Regions from separate parts of the Mus musculus genome. Here regions 1 and 2 are each linked to region 3. Evidence: chromatin contacts called from public HiChIP or PLAC-seq data. All regions are on one chromosome and are shown on one strand. The core of a region is the stretch at or near the end of the contact, and the rest is flanking DNA. Distances in the headings are between cores, read along the strand shown.

Region 1 (4,763 bases), core at 832-3,331, 220 kb after region 3:
CCCACCCGCGTCGAGAGACCCCATTCCACGCAGACACAGGGACCCAGAAGGTCTGCGGCATCTATCTATCTATCTATCTATCTATCTATCTATCTATCTATCTATCTATCTATCTATCTATATTCATTCAGTAAATATTTGTTAGGCACTTATTCCGCACCAAACACTGAACTAAAGCAACACTAGAGACAAAGCCTCTCCATCCTGTACAGAGCTCATTTTGACAAGGTAGATGGTGAGAAGTACAGCAAAGCAGAGGAGGGAAAGGGACGCAGAGAGTTCATATAAGATGCTCAGGGATGGGCTCTACCATCTGGTGATGGAGCTGGAGAGAGAAGGTGCAGAGACGACCGTGAAGATGATGCTGGAAGGAACTGGGCTTGGGCAGCTGCCTCACTCCATGTGCTGTTGGGGACTTGGGATTTCCCCTGGATGAGAACACCAGTACTGTGAACAGAGTTCTCCTCAGCACCGTTCTGGTGTGTGTGTGTGTATGTGTGTGTGTGTGTGTGTGTGTGTGTGTGTGTGTGTGTGTGTATTTGTGTGTGTGTGTTGGGAGGAGGCAAAGATGGAAGCAGATTGACCAGTAGGGAGGCCATCATTACATTTTAAAGGCAAGGAGTTTGGGGGCCACTGTACTCATTTCTTTTTGTTGTGGCTGCTGTGACAAAAACAACCTAAGGAAAGAAGGAGTCCACCGCAGTGTTAATTCACAAGGTGTTGAGGCAGAAAACACAGAAATGAGTGTTAGAGATCAGCCGAATTTCTCATTTTCATTCAGTTGGAGAGAACAGACATGAAATGCTACCACCCACGGTCAAGGTGAGTTTTCCCTCCTCATGCTGATCTAGATAATCCCTTGCAGGTACGTCTGGGAGCTTGTCTCCCAAGTGACTGTCGGTCTTGTCCAGTTGACAATTAATGTTAATTATTAAAGCCACAGCACGGTGCAGAGAGAAGCAGCTGGGTTCTCATTCTGCATAGTAAGCAGATTGAGTAGAGAATTACAGAGACAAGAATGACAAAGTTCTTAATCTTCCGCTGTTCAATATGGATAAGCCAGCTTGGTAGCCTGGGTCCTATGCCACATGTCCTGTGTCCCATCTCTTCCTGGACAGAGTGAACAGTGCTACCTCAAATCTGTACTTGCCAGCTGTGTTCCTCTGGCAAGTAAGTAGACGTCTCTGATCCATGTCTTTTTAAATTTATTTTTATTTTGTTCTAAATGATGACATGTCTATGTGAATTTAGCTTTGTATGAGCGCAATGCTTGTGAAGCCAGAGGAGTTGTAATATCCTCTGGAATTGGAACTACAGATGGTTGTGAGTTGCCTGATGTGGGTACTGGCAACTAAACTCTGGTCCACTCCAAGAGCAAAATATGCTGCTAAGCACTGAGCCATCTTCCCAGCTTTGACCCACAGATTCACCTGTAATGTAAATTCAATCAGTACTCTCAAAAAGTACTGTGGGGGTAGAGGAACTGGAGGGGAGGGAATGGGACTGGATTTGATTAAAGCACCTTATATGTTGAAATAAAATTCTCAAACAACAGCAGAAAAAAAGAAGAAAAAGAAAAAAGAAAGAAAGAAAGAGAGAGAGAGAGAGAGAGAGAGAGAGAGAGAAAGAAAGAAAGGAAAAGACCTTTTATGGGGATGGATGGGTTTGGTCACACGATTCAGGCCACCTTCCTTGGAGCCTTGCATGTAGGCTAGGTATTTGGACCTAAGTCTTATTTAGAGTCATATGGGCTTAAATTGATGAACGAATAAGATGGTTTATCCACATTAAAGAACATCAGAGAATTATGAAATTTAATCCAGGGACCACTGACCTCACCTTGAGACCACAGAAGCTCTGAGATTGTGTTCATCTGTTACTGTGGAGATACAGCAGAGACCAATCAATTGGGAGGAAGCCAAGGTCAAGATCACTCAACCACTTGGTCAAGACATTTAGATTTCCACCCTCCTCCCACCCAGTTTACTTGCTTTCGAGGTCGGGGAAGGGGCAAATGAAAGGGCATGGAGGCACTGAGCAGTGAACACCCCCACTCATCCTGGGCTTCACTTTCATTCTTGCCTCGAATCTCTCCGGGGCTATAGGAAACTGCATGGTGTCCTCCTACACAGACACAGCACATTCTGGGGCTAGGGAGTTTCTGTCATTGGAGGTTGCTTATTGTAATGCTACCTTTTGGCCTTTCCCAAGCTGGTGTCTGTTCAGATAGACAGCTGCCTTGTTATTGTGAGCAGCATTAACACATACCACAGCTTGGTTTTTCTTGGGGGGGGTGAGGTGGGGGGGAGGATTAGGATGAGAAGGACTAGAGTTCTCTGTTGCTATGTCCTATCTCCTCTATGATATAACTGTTCTCTCAAGTCTGCGCTGTTTCTTCCCCATCATTTTCCATTGAACCTATTCCACAGGGGAATAGGTTCATCAAAACTGTACAAGATCACTGTGGTTGTCTTGAAACACTTTCCTCCATCGAGGGTCCAGATTCATCCTCTGTCCTTTACAGCTTGGCTTTGTATTCTTCCTTAAACCACGGGACCTTCGCACATGCAGCTCTCTCTTCTAGTGGGAGGCACTTAAGGAAATGAAGCATTCGGGAGCAATGTGCAGTCAGATACACCCAACCAAGCCCTGCTCCCCACTTGTGTGACCTTGGGAGTTCATAGTCATTCCTGGTTTTTATTTAAATTTGTCTACTTTCAACACTCCCAAAAGCCTGCATCCTCACCAGCTGAACATGAATCACCCCCATACTGAGTGCACAATAAGGTGTCATGTTCTGTGCTTAGTATCAGCAGCAGCACCACTGGAGCCCCAAAAAAGCCCAACTAATTATAAGCCTGTGTTCTGCGCTGTTATTATTTGAATGTAACAAAGGCACCTGCCACGTTAATTATGCCCTTCTAATAAACATCTCCAGGCAGTCGGTGGGGGGGAGGGGCTGCATGTTGAAAAGGCAGGTCTTGGCATCACATTGTCAATTCCCTGGGTTCTATGATGTGTTCATTCACATGCAGCTCCTCCGGCCTCCATCCAGACCATCAGGGATGATTCACTGGCTAAACTGCACAAGAGGGAAGGAATCCAGAAGAACAGTTACAGAGGGAGAATCTGGGAGGTCCTCCCTGCTTCCTTACACAGGGAGAATCTGGGAGGTCCTCCCTGCTTCCTTACACAGGGAGAATCTGGGAGGTCCTCCCTGCTTCCTTACAGAGAGAGAATCTGGGAGGTCCTCCCTGCTTCCTTACACAGGGAGAATCTGGGAGGTCCTCCCTGCTTCCTTACACAGGGAGAATCTGGGAGGTCCTCCCTGCTTCCTTACACAGGGAGAATCTGGGAGGTCCTCCCTGCTTCCTTACAGAGAGAGAATCTGGGAGGTCCTCCCTGCTTCCTTACAGAGGGAGAATCTGGGAGGTCCTCCCTGCTTCCTTACAGAGAGAGAATCTGGGAGGTCCTCCCTGCTTCCTTACACAGGGAGAATCTGGGAGGTCCTCCCTGCTTCCTTACAGAGGGAGAATCTGGGAGGTCCTCCCTGCTTCCTTACAGAGAGAGAATCTGGGAGGTCCTCCCTGCTTCCTTACACAGGGAGAATCTGGGAGGTCCTCCCTGCTTCCTTACACAGGGAGAATCTGGAAGGACCTCCCTGCCTTGTGTGTTCAAAGTGACAATTTTACACTGAGGATGGGGGTGTGTGGACGAGAAAGACTAAGGGAAGGTGCACACCATGACCATATCTTCTAGGCACCAACTTTTTCTTTTCTGTTAAGATATAGAAGCATAACAAAGAGTCAAGGGCATACCTCTGATACAGCTTTTCTTGTTAAAACATTTTTTACTATGGTAAATATGCATCATGGCATACATTAATTATGTTTTGCAATTACTTATTGTGCTATTACAGAATATATGTGATCTAATCTGCTGTTTTAACCATCTCTAAATGTGAAGTTCAAGGGCATTAATTACAATCACAATGTTACAAAATTGTTATGTCTGATTTTCCAAACATTTTTGTCATCCCAAATAGACAAACTGTAACTCTTACAGCTTGGTTGGATGTTCACATATGCATAGAGCCCAAATCTAGAGCAAAATTAAGCATTTTTTGATTTCCAACACATTACCTTGAATGTCTTCTCAGATATATCCCTGTGCTAGTCAGATTTCTCTTAAAAAAAAAAACAAGAAAAACAAACAAAAACAAAAACAAAAACAAAACAGAACCAATAGGATGGGGGAGGGGAGAGAGAAAGTTAAAAGGAGGTTTGTTAGATTGTGTCAGGTTGACTTACCCCCAGGAGGCTGAAGGTCTCAACAGTCCCTATCCAGTGCTGAAGGCCTGGAGGATGTCTGGAGAGCCGCTGGTCTTCCATCCACACTGGAATGCTCAAGACGTTGTGTTAAAATACTTTTTAAATCCGTTTTCCCTCTCCAGTCTTAGCTTCCAGAATGATGACGCTGAAATTAATTATTTATTATTAAATGAGTTAGCCATTTGGCTCATTCCCAGACTAGCTGGTAACTTATTTTACCCATTCAAGCTATTCTATGTCTACCATTTGGTTACCTACCTCCTCAGTTCCCTCCCCCTTTTTCCCTTGAATCTCCTCTGATTCTCCCTCAGCCTCTCTCTGAGTTCATCTACCATCTGGTTTACATCTGTCTCCTCTGTGTTCTCTTGAATCTCACTATTTCCCAGAATCCTCTTTCTTCCTGCCAGTGTGCCGGCCCCTATTTCCTACTTC
Region 2 (4,407 bases), core at 511-3,010, 150 kb after region 3:
CTTCAACACTCCTCCCCTCCCCCAACACACACACAAGCATGCGCGCGCACACACACAAACACACATAAAGACACACATACTCTACTACTCAGCTATTAAAAAGAATGAATTTATGAAATTCCTAGCCAAATGGATGGACCTGGAGGGCATCATCCCGAGAGAGGTAACACATTCACAAAGAAACTCACACAATATGTACTCACTGATAAGTGGATATTAGCCCCAAACCTAGGATACCCAAGATATAAGATATAATTTGCTAAACACATGAAACTCAAGAAGAATGAAGACTGAAGTGTGGACACTATGCCCCTCCTTAGATTTGGGAACAAAACACCCATGGAAGGAGTTACAGAGACAAAGTTTGGAGCTGAGATGAAAGGATGGACCATGTAGAGACTGCCATATCCAGGGATCCACCCCATAATCAGCATCCAAACGCTGACACCATTGCATACACTAGCAAGATTTTATTGAAAGGACCCAGATGTAGCTGTCTCTTGTGAGACTATGCAGGGGCCTAGCAAACACAGAAGTGGATGCTCACAGTCAGCTAATGGATGGATCATAGGGCTCCCAATGGAGGAGCTAGAGAAAGTAGCCAAGGAGCTAAAGGGATCTGCAACCCTATAGGTGGAACAACATTATGAACTAACCAGTACCCCGGAGCTCTTGACTCTAGCTGCATATATATCAAAAGATGGCCTAGTCGGCCATCACTGGAAAGAGAGGCCCATTGGACTTGCAAACTTTATATGCCCCAGTACAGGGGAACACCAGGGCCAAAAAGGGGGAGTGGGTGGGCAGGGGAGTCGGGGTGGGTGGATATGGGGGACTTTTGGTATAGCATTGGAAATGTAAATGAGCTAAATACCTAATAAAAAATGGAAAAAAAAAAGACACACATACTCACACACACGCACACACAAACACCCTGCCACACATTTACATTTTTATCAGCATATATTCATTATATTTAGTCCTGGATTTCATAAGGGCATTCTTTTTTTTTTAAATGAAGGTTTTTGTTTGTTTGTTTGTTTGTTTGTTTGTTTTTTAGTATCAAATAAAGTTTATTTAGGGCATGGGGAAGGGAGTTGAGAGGGAGAGAGAGAGAGAGAGAGAGTGAGAGAGAGAAGAGAAGAGAAGAGAGAGAGAGAGAGAGAAAGGAGTAGAGGCTAACCATGAGTACATGGAGAGAGATGGGGAGCAGAATGGGGAGAGAAGGCTCAGAGAGGGAAGAGAAGAGAGCAAGAGAAGAGAGTGAGCCACAGTGAGGTTTTAAAGATTAGGGCAGCCTCTGAGGGAAGCATAGGTCATTGAGTTCAGCAATAGCCTTTCTTCTCTCCATCTCTGTACAATACCCCAGAGCTGTCTAACAAAGGCTCTGCAGAGCAGGGGGATAAGGTGGGTGAGACCCTCCTACTCTCCATCTTTCTAGTGTCTTTGAGTCCATTTTAATTGTTAAAACTCTATAAAGGTATGTCAGAGAGCCATTTTACTCCCACTCCGGTGACATAAGGGCATTCTTATAAGGATACATTGTACTTATTCTCTCCTATTGCATTTATGCATATAGGATATTATGCACCTACATAAAGTCAAGCATCCACAGAGGAGATGAAAGTGTGTGATATTTGTTTTTCTGCCACCTTTCAAATGGTAATTTTGGCCCGGCATGATGCTAAAGACTTCTCAGGTTCTCCCTTTCTCAGAGGCGCCTTGCATTGTTTATCTTCTTTTCTACAAGGATAGCCTGAAGCCATCTCCAAGGTCAAGACAACACCTTCAAGGTCACAGAGACAGCAAAGAGCTGAGTCATATCTCCCTGACTGCATTCAGAAAAGACACACACGTGTTACTTTTTCTCTAGGTGTGAAGTTGACTTGTAGCTTACTCTCTACTTTGTTATGATTTAAAAGGCCATCTGTCTCCATCGCTGATACATCTGCTGTTGGCATTCCAGTTTTGCTAACTTGTTTGTGTCATGTGGAGTTGCAGAGGTCTCTCAGCATCTCTGCCCAGTAGTTCATGGTATATGCACTTGTACAAGTGCATATGAACCCCAAAGCTAGCCTTTGGTACATTGGTAACTTCCACTATTCTGAGAGTTCAGGTGTCTGAATTATCAGAAGTGCATACATGCCTACTGAAGCTTCATTTAATTGACAACACACAGCTCCTGCTACACTTAGGAAAGTTTTCCCAGCCTAGCAACAAAAAGGCTTCACAGAAGGAGTCGCTCTGCATTCATTATTAAGATGTTTTCTGATGCTGCTCTTCAATAACAAAGGACAACTTGAGTCAGCCTGAGCAAGAAACAATTTGTTGGAAGGATGCAAGGACATCTAAGAGACCCTAGGGAATGAGCCAGTTCTAAGCAAATGAAATCAAATTTAAAAATGGGCTGCTCCAGGGACCCAAATAGAAGGAGTTTATGATTTATTCATTTTGAGTTCTGCAATGGAATCCCTACAGCTGGGCTTGGCAGGCTTTTCCTCTAGAAGAAAGCATTTTTCCTGTACCCCAGTCACTTGCTACAGTCTACCTTACACCTGTTCAAAAGACCACAAGCTAGCCAGGTCCAATTCAAAGTTTGTATTTTTAAACATGACTTATAGTTTGGCAAATGTATAGTCTGTTGTGAGAGTGTATTGGTACATCATTTCTCTAAATAAATAAATAAATAAATAGGAAATCCAACCTTAATTTTGTAGGACCTAAGAAATTATTTGATATAAATACTTTAATGATGGTACTTGGGTTTTAGAATGTCAGTGGTATTAACATCTGATTTACGAAATAACTCTAATAGCTGGTTCTCCCCCTTCTCCTTTTCCTTCCTTCATTTTGTTCACTCTTCCCATGATGCCCTGTGTAGAGATGATACCTAGGGACTCTGTGAACACTGGGCAACTGTTTTACTGCTGATCTGCATGGCTCCTGCAGTTCACTTAACTATTTCCTTATTTTATAAGCTTAAAAATTGTATGGGATACCTAAAACTTAGCTTTATTTTCTATAATTCTATAAAATAAAGCAATAATTAAACAAACAAAAAGATGTATAGTGAGAACTGAGTGAATCCATAGTGTCTAGTCCATAAGAAACACATTGGATCTGTTAGCTGTTTTCCACATTGCTCTGCCCTGCCCATCTGTAGATCACTGTTTTCTGGGTCCTTGGCATCCTGCACAATGGACTGACCTTGGCGGCCTTCCTGATTTTTAACTTTTGGACTTGGACTGAATTTTATCATGGTCTTTTCCTGTTGTACAGCATGATAATAGAAGAATATGGGTTTCTTAGCCTCAATGTGTGGGTCTGCTACCATAATCAATATTGTATTAGGTATCTTTTTATCTTGTTGTTTCTTCCCTCTGGATCACCCCATCTATACAGAGGAAGAGGACATATTTTTCTGGATTAGTTTGGTGATGGCCAAGAGATTCATGAGCTTGACTTTCCCACGTGAACTTTGTAGATAGCAACTCTTTGATTTCCCCACATTTTATTCATCATTTTCCCTAAGGCCACTCATAGTTTTATGTAAGCCTGCAGGGGAGTCCATTTGGGCATTGTAATATGATGTGCTTATCTACAATGTTCATTCTCAAGAACTTAACAATTGAGTTGCAAAAAAATCACCCAAAATCTCATAACTTAAATATATTTATGAGTTTGTGCTAGGATGTATCCATAGCCACTTCTGACTACACATGGCAACGTGTTGGACATACCTACTAGAAATTATGATTTTGGACACTTCTTGAACCCAAATATGCTGCCCCCAAATTTTCTGTACTCCAGCATATAGAGCTATGGCATATCTTCTGCTAAAGTCCTCTGAAAGGATTTTTCAGGAATTAATGGTTATAAACCACAAAAGGTGGGTCTAATTTGATAAGCTACTATAGTTTGTGGGTGAAGACTTCTTTCAGCCCCCAGTGTTTAATACTAGCTTCTTTCTTCTTGCTGACAAGTCTTCACAATGGGTCCCTAGAATGTGAAAGCACTTGGATGAATTGGTTCATAGAACCACCAAGGTTCCATCCTGGGATTCTGGAGACAGCTGGGGTATGCTAAGGGATGATTTCAAGTTAGACTTCCTTAGACTTCAGAGCTACTCTCCAAACAAGCACAGCATGGGCTATTCCCAGCAATTACGTCTTTCCTACATCACCCATGGAGTACAACACCTCGTCTAGTGCATGCTGTTTTTCTGGGGCCAGGAAGACATCCAGCATTTGAAGATGATAGATATATATATAAATTAGTTAATGTTCTGTTGCTGTAATAAAATACCATGACAAAGAGCAACTTAAGGAAGAGAGTGTTTATTTTAGCTTATGATTCTAGAGGGATGGAGTTAATAATGGTGAGAAAGGCATTAAGACAGGAGAAGGA
Region 3 (4,581 bases), core at 1,663-4,162:
ACTTTTGGTCCCTTGCTTTCACCTCCTGAATGCTGAGATCATAGGTACATAGCACCATACCTAACTTACTCAGTTTTGGGACTGGAACCCGGAACTTTGGGCATGCGCCACTAATTGAGCCACACACAGAGCTTCTTATTCCTACTTTAATCAAATCATTATGAAAATCTGAGCAGAAGGAATAGGCAGTCAGCCTGAGAACTCTTGTACACACCGAAGGGTTTTTTGATCTAAGGTATATTATAACAGGGTGGTTGTGCATAGCCAATTGTACAGTTACAGTTCACCTGATAGCAAAGGTCTGACTGTTTTCATATAAAGGAGATATAGAGATGAACGTCCACACTTAAGAAGGGAGCCTGAGGAGATGATGCAGTCTCTAGATAGTTGTGTAGTGTTACAAAAATAATGTTTGCTTGGCAAGAGGGAAAAGTGGTTCTTAGAGTTCATGTGAAGGACTGAAAGGCTTGAAGACTTCGCTACTCACTGTACCAGTGCTGACAAAGGAATTGTGGTCTTACTATTTGTGACCCCCCTCCCCCATGTAGAGTTGATTTTTTTCTTTATTTCTTCAGGGAAAACCCATCTGTAGCCTTATAAAAATATCAATGACCAAGCTGGATTTGCTGCTTAGATCATTTTCAGAAGATGCCTCTCCTTTCTAAGGGAGGAGAATAAAAGCCAGTTTCTCTAAAGTCAAAATTATTGAAATTGTCTAGAGTGGCATTGCTTCTTCTACAAGCTGTTCTGGAGGCAGAGTGTGGGTAACAGGGCAGACTTCAAGGAGACACCCCACCGAGATCAGCAGAGAAACATCTGTCTCTACTTGGAGATCAACTGCTAAAAATACTTCCATATGCTGAGGCCAGTCACCCATGTTGGGGACCTTTCCTCAATAACACCCATGTGACAACTGAAGTCCTACAGTGGCCCAGGAAAAAAAGAAACAAAGGAAATCAGACCACCATCTAGGATCCCCAAATGGATGTGAGGCAGAATTTGGTCTTAGGCACATTGTCTTTCATCTGTTGTAGCCCTTGCTCTTCCCTAGGGTTGGGATGCGGTACTGGTGTATGTTCTGTGAGATAAACAGCGCCACACAGTTTTTATGAATAGCAACATTTTCAGCTGAAATCCCAGTGGCCAGTGAGCTTTTTCCTACCGGACTACCATGCTTAGCATCATGAGCAAAGGATCTCTCTCTTTTTTCCTTTCTTTCTTTCTTTCTTTCTTTCTTTCTTTCTTTCTTTCTTTCTTTCTTTCTTTCTTTCTTTCTTTCTTTCTCTCTCTCTCTCTCTCTCTCTCTCTCTCTCTCTCTCTTTCTTTCTTTCTTTTTTTTTTTTCGAGACAGGGTTTCTCTGTATAGCTCTGGCTGTCCTGGAACTCACTTTGTAGACCTGGCTGGCCTCGAACTCAGAAATCCGCCCGCCTCTGCCTCCCAAGTGCTGTGATTAAAGGCATGTGCCACCATCGCCGGCGGCAAAGGATCTCTTAAGTCCAACTCCACCCAAAGCAGCAGGTGCTTGTGGCACCTCCGTGTCATGGTGTTTGTGGTATTCACATAAACCTAGACGCTTGGGAAAGGGACTCTCAATCCAGGAGTTTCCTTTTATCAGATTGGTGTGTGGGCACATCTGTGGGCATGTCATTTTCTCAATTGCTGATGGCTTTGGAGGGACTAGCCCACTGTGGGCAGTGCCATCCCTGGGCATATGGGCTTGGGCTGTATAAGAACGAGAGCTGAACAAGCCAGGAGAAGCAGTCCAATGAGTTGTGTTCCTCCATGGCCTCTGCTTCAGGTCCTGTCTCCATGTCCCTGTCTCAGCTTTTGTCCCTGGTTTCACTTGAGGACAAACTGCAACTTGTAAGCCAAGTAACCAAGTAACCTTTCGTCCCTGCAGCTTGGCTTTGGCCAGTGCTTTGTCATAGAGACAGAAAGCAAACTAGATCTGAAGTTGGTACCAAGAGATGCAGGACCATGGAACAACAGCCAAGGTCACTGGCAGGAGTGGAGTGGAACTGGCCTTAGCCTACAGGACACGTGACTTTGTATGGACACAGATTTTCATTTCTCTTGAGTGAATAGCTAGATGGGCAATGACTGCATCATAAGTGCATGTGATTGTCAAAGTTGTAGCTGCTACGGTAGGAAGGTAATAGTATATCTTGGTTCTCCCTAATGGCCAATGACATGGAACACCTATGTCTGTGTCATGTTATTATATGTATGAACACACACACACACACACACACACACATATTACTTTAAAAAACATTTTCTCCCTTCCCTGTCCTTCTTCAATTCCTCCCATATTCTGTTCTTTGCAGTCTTTGAAATTCAGGGCCTCTTTTCTTCATTAACTGTTATTATATGCACATATGTATATACATATATTTCTAAATATAACCTGCTTATTCTGTATAACAGATGTGCTTTTGTTGTTGTTGTTGTTGTTGTTGTTGTTTTTCTTCAAGACAGGGTTTCTCTGTGTAGCTTTGGCTGTCCTGGAACTCACTCTGCAGACCAGGCTGGCCTCGAACTCAGAAATCCACTTGCCTCTGCCTCCCAAGTGCTGTGATTAAAGGCATGCACCACCACCACCCAGCAACAGATATGCTTTTAATTTAATTTTTAATTTAAGTGTTTGCTAAACTGTTTTGCTCATTTAAGAAGCATTTTAAATAAACATTATTATTACTGTATGTATATATATGATGTGTGTGACAGGTGTGTACATACTCGTGTGTGTGTGTGTGTGTGTGTGTGTGTGTGTGTGTGTAGGTCAGAGGACCACACTGTGGAGTCATCCCTTAAACGGATCCCAGGGAATGAAATCCAGATCACCAAGTTCATCCAGTGCTGCCTTTTTCTGCTGAGTCATCTCACCAGCCTAACTTCTCTTTTTCTGCTGAGTCATTTCACCAGCCTAACTTCCCTTTGAGTCTTCAGGGTTCCTTAAATGATCTGGACACAAGTCCTTGGTCGGCATCTGTCTCACAAAATTTTGCTTCAGGTGGTTCTTTTTATTTCTGTAAGGATGTCCTTTGAAGGTATAACATTTTAAACTTGGGCAAGAGCTATGTTTTTTTTTTGTTTTGTTTTGTTTTGTTTGTTTGTTTTTTTCCTGGATCTTGTTTTTGGTATCATGTCTGAGAAACCCAAGGTTGCAAAGGTTTCATTCTGTTTGTTTTTGTTCTCTTGAGAAATTTCACAGTTTAACATTTTATGCCTAAGCGTGTGATCCATTTTGATTATTTTTATAGGCATGTGAGACATGAATCAATTAAAAGTAACTTTATTGTTTTAAATTATGTATGTGTGTGTGTGTGTGTGAATGTCTATATGTAGGTATGTGCACATGAGTGCAGGTGCCTACAGAGGTTGTGGGAATCTGTAATCTTAGAGAATATAAGATGACCTGAAAGACCATCCCCCCAGAAGGTTGTGTTGAGCACTCCCTTCCTGTGATGTCCCAGCCAAACAAGCTTTACAAGAAAGCAAGGCAGGTGCAGCTAATGACCAAGAATGTTTAGTTCCCTCTTCTGGTGACTAAGACCTCACCACACCCAGGGCCATCAATGCTGGTTAAGGAAGGTCATGAAAGACACTTGTCTCTCTGGAAGGGAGAGGCTAATTACCATTTCTAAAGGGGGGAAAGAAAAAGTCAGCTGGGGCCAACAATGGGCTTAAACCAACTCTTGTTGTTATCAAGGCCTTCCCTTAAACTGTATAAAAAGTGTGGGCCTAGGAGATTCAGGGTCACCTCTGCCCCTATTGCAGGATGGCCCCCGGCACACCTGATCAATAAACCTCATTTTTATTGCATCGATCTCCGTCTCTGTGTTTCTGTGAGTGGGACATCCTGGACTAAGGCTCATTGGGTCTTACAAGGTCAGAAGAGTTGGATGCCTTGAAACTGGAGTTACAGGTGATTGTAAGTTGCTTGATGTGAGTGCTGGGAATTACACTCAGGTCTTTTGAAAACCTTTGAAATGGTAGTTGGTGCTCTAACCACTGCCAATTTTCCTCTAAGTGCTAGATAGACAGGTTGATTGATGACTGTGTTTGAGTCTGCTGTAAGCCTGTTCATATTCTGAGCTCTGGTTATATTAATTTATGGAGAGAAGTTCCGACTATGATTATGGACTTGTCTATTTTTTGTGACATTCTCTCTGGTTTGGCTTTATAAAATTCTGAAACAAAAAATTGTTCTATGTGCTGAACGTTTCATACTGTTATGTCCTCTTGATGGACTGAGCCCATATCTTCATGAGATGAATTCACACTCTCTGCAATCCACACTGTATCACTAGCAGTTACCCCGGTTCTCTCCTGGCTGGTGTAAGCATACTGCATCCTTTTATCTGTGCTCTCACAGGATGGATTTTTTTACCCTAGATCTTTTTGGTCAGGGTTAGCATGGTATATCTTCCTCACCCTATCATTTTTTTGAACTAGAGATAGCATTACATTCCCCCTAACTTTTACTTTAATGTACAGTCAGGGATGTAGTTTAAGCACCATGTGTTTCAAATTTTTTCTGAATGTTGGACATCTCTGCTCCTGTGTGTTCTCCAGCT

What was found. HiChIP or PLAC-seq counts read pairs in DNA pulled down with a chosen protein or histone mark.
Region 1: a contact with region 3 is called in an H3K27ac HiChIP or PLAC-seq map of embryonic stem cells, with 30 read pairs. The contact joins two enhancer-like sites. A contact is called at or near these places in 8 of 484 Hi-C or Micro-C datasets (all in embryonic stem cells), 9 of 115 datasets of contacts at active chromatin or transcription factors (all in embryonic stem cells) and 1 of 9 other capture datasets (embryonic stem cells).
Region 2: an Esrrb HiChIP or PLAC-seq map of embryonic stem cells shows a contact between it and region 3, with 6 times the contacts expected there. The contact joins two enhancer-like sites. A contact is called at or near these places in 7 of 484 Hi-C or Micro-C datasets (embryonic stem cells, immediate neuronal precursor and olfactory sensory neurons) and 6 of 115 datasets of contacts at active chromatin or transcription factors (embryonic stem cells and epiblast stem cells).

Annotation. Positions count from the first base shown.
Region 1 is chr16:9,351,885-9,356,647 of GRCm38.p6, forward strand. No RefSeq gene overlaps it. Among named protein-coding and RNA genes, the nearest start is that of Gm41418, 74 kb to the left of the region's middle. Within about 2 kb of position 2,082, at least 10 of the 459 cell types and tissues checked have an H3K27ac peak or open chromatin away from gene starts, as enhancers often do. A contact at or near this core is called in embryonic stem cells, where this site is marked.
Region 2 is chr16:9,282,906-9,287,312 of GRCm38.p6, forward strand. The region is part of intron 1 of Gm41418 (a long non-coding RNA gene); the gene reads left to right. Among named protein-coding and RNA genes, the nearest start is that of Gm41418, 5.1 kb to the left of the region's middle. Within about 2 kb of position 1,761, at least 6 of the 459 cell types and tissues checked have an H3K27ac peak or open chromatin away from gene starts, as enhancers often do. A contact at or near this core is called in embryonic stem cells, where this site is marked.
Region 3 is chr16:9,129,424-9,134,004 of GRCm38.p6, forward strand. No RefSeq gene overlaps it. Among named protein-coding and RNA genes, the nearest start is that of Gm30567, 77 kb to the left of the region's middle. Within about 2 kb of position 2,913, at least 26 of the 459 cell types and tissues checked have an H3K27ac peak or open chromatin away from gene starts, as enhancers often do. A contact at or near this core is called in embryonic stem cells, where this site is marked.